Linked DNA regions of Sus scrofa: region 1 is linked to region 2. The links are chromatin contacts, called in public Hi-C maps. All regions are on one chromosome and are shown on one strand. The core of a region is the stretch at or near the end of the contact, and the rest is flanking DNA. Distances in the headings are between cores, read along the strand shown. Region 1 holds the start of MT1A (metallothionein 1A). Region 2 holds the start of BBS2 (Bardet-Biedl syndrome 2 protein).

Region 1 (2,700 bases), core at 154-2,653, 97 kb after region 2:
GATGTGGAAAAGCAAGGTTTATTCAGCACCGGTGCCGGCTCAGAGGAGTCACCTCCAGAGTCTGAGCACCAGGTCTTTGTTCTCAGCAACTTTTATACATTACAAGGTCTTGATTTTCCCATGTAAGCATCCCCGGGACCTTCCCCCTTCCCCAAGCAGACAGTGTTCCTCCCTAAGAAACTCAGCCAGCAAGGTTACAGAAGCGGAACTGATAAGCGATGCTGGGTACATGATTAGCAGGGCTGCTGGCTTAGACACTGGGTACATAGTTGCTACATTATTATAAGAAGGATGGCATGAGGCCAGCATAGCTGGAAAGGATTGCAGCTACCCTTTTAACCAAGGGGGGTGTTGTTCTTCAGTTAAAACTTATTTCACAAGCACTGTGACACTGAGTCAGCAGCCTCCTTGTACTGTACGCAGTTTTGTCTCTGGGAAAAGGCTCTCAACTAGTACCTCCCTGTAGTGTCCTGTTAGAATTGAAAGAGCGGCAGTGATTAAAGAAGCCTTGGCACAGACTCCAAGATATGGGATTGTCAGGAAGCCCCAAAGGGAAACATCCACGGGTCTGGCTTTGTTATTTAAGGCCAGGTCTGCCTGTCACCTACCCTGATGCCTTCACCCCCCCCGGGGGGGGGTGCATCCCATGTTTTGGGAACCTCCATCCTGGAGTGGGCCTGACCAGCTAAGCTGAGGGAAACCACTGGCAAATGCAGGCAAAGCAGACCCTGGGGAAATGTGCCCATTCACCTGCTCAGCCGCCCAGAGGGGAAGGAGGGACCACAGGCAGGGGCGTGTGTTCACAGCCTTGCTGTTCCAGGTGAAACCTTAGAGAACCGCTGCCTCAAGACCACGCTGGGGACCAGGACAGCGCAGGTTGGGGAAGGGGGGGCGGGGAAGGTGGCGAAGGTCACATCCACCACCCATCTCTGCGCACAACTCCAAGCTCCAGCCAAGCTTGGGACGTGCGCGCGAGGCTGCCGTTGCGCACGGGCTTCGGGAAAGGGCGAACCTCAGGGCAGAGTTGCGGGGGCTGGGGGTGGGGACGATGGCGAGGACACGGGGGCTGGGTTCCCAGAAGATCGGGGAACACTGGGTTTGCCGACCTCGCGGAGAGCTGGGGAGGGGCGGGCAGGGAGGCTGGGGCGCTGCTTGCCGCGCGGCACGAAGTCCCTCCCCGCTGCGGGCGCCGAGGAGGAGGCCGGCGCGGTGCGCACGGAGCCCGGCCGCCTTCCCGGAACCGTGCGCTCTGCCCTGAGGTTTGCTCACCGCCCAGGACCCGGCGCTGCGGGCGGGGATGTGCCGGGCGAGGGCAAGTGGGCGGGGCAGCCTCTGCGCCCGGGCCGCCTCCTGGGGTATAAACCTGAGCACGCGGGCGCCTACACTGCAAGGCGCCTCCTACTGGACCAGTGAATCCGCGTTGCTCTCTGCTTGGTCTCACCTGCCTCCACTCATGGACCCCAACTGCTCCTGCCCCACAGGTAAGAGTTGGCTGGCTTCGAGCCTCCGATGCCCCATCCCAGGCACAGGACGTGGGGTCCTTGGGGTGAGAGAAAGGGGAATTGTGAGTGGGAGCACAGGTGGACTCCTGTCATTATTCCAGGCCTTTTTTCCTAGCCACGGTCCTGGGGGGCATTTCCAGTCTCCTTTTGCCTCTGTTTTAAGTTTGGGGGTACTGAGGCTACGGGCCGCCCTTCTTGATGTTACCCAGCAAATCAAGGGACATTTGGGTTTGACTCTATGCTCTTTCCAGGCCTCAGAGCTGCCAAGGCTTGGTGGGAGGAAGGGACATTGCCTCCTTGGGTTTCGGCTCATAAGGTGCTGGCCCCAGCCCCAATCAGCCTGGAGTCAGCCCCAGTCAGGTCTGGAGCCGGGACCTGCCTGTGGAGGAAGTCAGGAGGGGACCTACCATCCAACACCGAAGAGAGAAGCTGGGGCTTCTGCATGTGCCTGAGTGGGGCAGGAGCTCCCAGGGCTGGGCCCTGACAGAGCAGGAGGGGGAGGGAGGCATTGCTGACATCTGCTGTGGCCCCTGAGTCCCGCTCCTGCTCACTGCTGTCTCTCCCTTGCTGGCAGGTGGCTCCTGCAGCTGTGCAGGCTCCTGCACGTGCAAAGCCTGCAGATGCACCTCCTGCAAGAAGAGTGAGTGTGGGGCCTTCCCTGGGGGTCTGGGGGCCTGGGGCCTGGAGTCTGGGGTCTGGGCTGAGTCAGAGGAGGGAGCCCTGAGCTCAGCAGGCAGGAGCAGGACTGTGACCCTATGTCGCTCCCTTAGCACCTGAATTGGAGTCAGATGTGAAGGAGCCGTAAGGATGATTGTGTCCCAACCTCTCATTCTAAAAGTGTAAACTGAGTCCAGGTTGGTTACCAAGTATTGTCATAGATGAAGTCCAGCCCAGAACCTAGGTCGTCTGTGTCCCTATGCAGCTTTCTGTAGCCTCCAGTGTCCTGAGCACTTTATACTTGAACTTAGTGACAAGGTGCAGTTCCTCTGAACTGTGGATGGAGTCTTTTGCTGTAGACGCAGCCCCCAGCAGCCCTCCCACGCACCAAGCAACTCTGTAAGGGTTTTGCCCCCTCATCTGGAGGACTTTGTTGTTCCCTTGATTGACTGAAAGCCCTGTCACTGTCTCTCCAAGACTGCTCTGACCTGGGCTCAGATGGAGCAGGCAGCCTTTACCTGGAGTCTGAGGGCACTTTTCT
Region 2 (2,700 bases), core at 57-2,556:
CCCCTAGCCTGGGAAGCTCCATATGCTTCAGGTGCAAAAGAAAGAAAGGAAGGGAGGAAGAGAGAGAGAGAAAGATACACAGACAGACACACTGGGTCACAGAACATGCACTCTAATCTCATTTCCACCACTTTCCAGTTGAGCGGCCTTAAACATTGCTTTGAACCTCTCTGAACTGTTATTTCTAATGAAGAAAATAACAGCTAACAATTAGTGACCACCGCCTAGATGCCAAGCACATGACACGTTGTAACATTTTAATCCTCTTAATAACCCTCTGTGGTAGAGACTAAGTACCTTGCTCAAGGTCATGAAATTAGCAGGTACTGGAGCCAGGATCTACCACACCTGTGCTATGCTGTTGCCATTGGCAATGCAGCAAGGATGCTGATATAATTAATGTAATAAGGCTTTGTGCTTGTTAAAAGTTACTACGCTTGATGTCACTGTATTCCATGTATGGTGGGCATGCCTCCGTCAATACACAGTGCCTTGATTTGCCTTGTCTATTGTCCTTCTGGACGATAAACTTTCTGAAAGTAAGCACTCCAGCTTTATCTCTGAATCCCCAAGATCTAGTACGAAGGAGAGTTCAGAAAGTCTGGTGAATGCCGAATGGCATATCTTTTTCATCTCTGTGACTCACAACTTGCACAGCACCTGCCACACAGGAAGCACCTAACAGGTACTTAGTGAATAAACAGCAGGATGAAAAGTGAATATACGTGGATAAAGATCAAAAGTGTAATTTGAGTCATTTAAGTTAGGGTGTCTTTGTAACTTTTTCCCCATAAAGTTGTTTAGCTCTGAGAGGCAGTTTGAGAGAAGTTCAGAGCTATAGGCAGAAGCCCTGGCCTCTAATCTGGGATCTGTCCCTACTGCTAACGCCGACCAAGCCCTTTCCCCTTTAGGGACTTCTCTTCCCCAAGCTCCCTAGCCGTACAGAGATTCCAACACGAGTCTAAGTACCTGAAGAGAAATAAATTGCTCAGCAAAGTCGTTCCCCGTTTTCACTCATTACTTCTGCGCAAGCTAAAGAGCTACAAACACTACGGACTCGGACTCGTTGCCGGGCAACCCTGGCTGGGGGCGGAGTCAGACAATGAAGAACTGGATTGCAGGGACACGCCCCGCGGGGGACTCCAGGGGCACTGGCTCCGTGCGGGTTGGGAGCAGGTGGGATTGGTTACCTTGCCCGCTTGGGTAGCGGCGGCCAGACACGGGTGAGTCCCGTCGTAGCGCCCAACGGCCACCATGCGGGGGCTGATTTTGTGGCGCAGTTTGAGGGTGAATACGGGCAGCAGCATGATGGCGGTGGCTCAGGAGAAAAGGGTTAGCGGCACGAGAGCGGAGCCGTGGAGCCCGCCTCACCCACCGCAGTGAGGGACGTGGGGACCAAGCCAGACCTGCTCCTGCAGCCTCAGGCCTGGCGGGAAACCGCTGCACCGACGTGGACCCCGGGCCGTTGGCTATTTCTGCGCCTGCGCAGGCCCGCCCACCTAGTTCTGCGGCTGCGCGTTCTGGCCTCGCGCTGGGCTGAGTCTGAAGTTGGGTCCCAGTGGTTGGGTCTGCTTTTTGTTGCTGTAACTTAACGGCGATGGGACTCATCGGGTCTACTTCGGCAGTTTCCGAGCCAGTGCATCCCTGGGGCTTCTTCTAGCACCACAACCAAGTTGCTGCACCGTTGCAGTTTACACACATTTCTACGCCACTCCAAACGGTCATTAATTCAAGAAATATGCCTTGAATGCCTACTTTGCCCCTTAACTTTAGCTGTTATGTTGATGCCCACGGTAGTTCTTAAATGTATCAATCACCTCCCCCCCCCCAAAAAAATGCTTTAAACTCTCAACTTTAAACAGCCCGTGGCCCTTTGTAAGATTCCCTGAGTATATATACATATAATGTACATATGTGTGTGTATATTTATGTGTGTGTGTGTGTGTATATATATATATAAATTTTTTTTTTTTTTTTTTTTTTTTTTTTTGCTTTTAAGGGCCACATCCACAGCATATAGAGGTTCCTGGGCTAGGGGTCGAATTGGAGCTGCAGTCGCTGGCCTATGCCACAGCCACTGGAACGCGGGATCCCAGCCGAATCTGCAAGACCTACACCATAGCTCACGGCAACTACGGATCCTTTAACCCACTTGAACAAGGCCAGGGATCAAACCCGCAACCTCATGGTTCCTATTCGGGTTCATTTCCTCTGCGCCACGACAGGAACTCCTCCCTGTATATTTTTAAAGCAGGACATGCAAAGTCACTAAACTTTTTCAGCATTTTTTCAAATAGTTTTTAAGGGCTTGCTCTGTGGGGGGTACTGTTCTGGGCAATATGGCAGCAAACATAAGACAAACTTCTGCTCTCCTGTTGCTGACATACAAGTCAGGGGAGAGAAACACTAAACAGGAAATACAAATGGGAGGTCATTTGGTGGTTAAGTGCTAAGGAAGGGAGAGAGATTGACTTCTGGAGGGAGTACAATTTTTTTCTTTTTTTGTCTTTTAGGGCCGCACCAGCAGCATGTGGAGGTTCCCAGGTTATGGGTCCAATCAGAGCTGTAGCTGCCGGCCTATACCACAGCCACAGCAACACTGGATCCGAGCCACGTCTGCGACCTACCTCACGGTTAGCAGCAATGCTGGATCCTTAACCCACTGAGCGGGGTTTTTTAACTGCTGAGCCACAATGGGAA

What was found. A called contact is a pair of places that touch in the nucleus more often than the background predicts.
Region 1: a Hi-C map of embryonic fibroblasts shows a contact between it and region 2, with 2.5 times the contacts expected there. The contact joins the promoter of MT1A here to the promoter of BBS2 in region 2. A contact is called at or near these places in 3 of 5 promoter capture datasets (fetal liver, fetal skeletal muscle and liver), 24 of 47 Hi-C or Micro-C datasets (alveolar macrophages, blood, brain and 13 more) and 1 of 2 datasets of contacts at active chromatin or transcription factors (skeletal muscle).

The regions. Positions count from the first base shown.
Region 1 is chr6:18,670,613-18,673,312 of Sscrofa11.1, forward strand. It overlaps MT1A (metallothionein 1A), which reads left to right and starts at 1,404. Exons shown (of 3, transcript NM_001001266.2): 1 at 1,404-1,481; 2 at 2,077-2,142. The coding sequence starts at 1,454.
Region 2 is chr6:18,574,032-18,576,731 of Sscrofa11.1, forward strand. BBS2 (Bardet-Biedl syndrome 2 protein) reads right to left here and starts at 1,307. Exons shown (of 18, transcript XM_021093887.1): 1 at 1,191-1,307. The coding sequence starts at 1,307.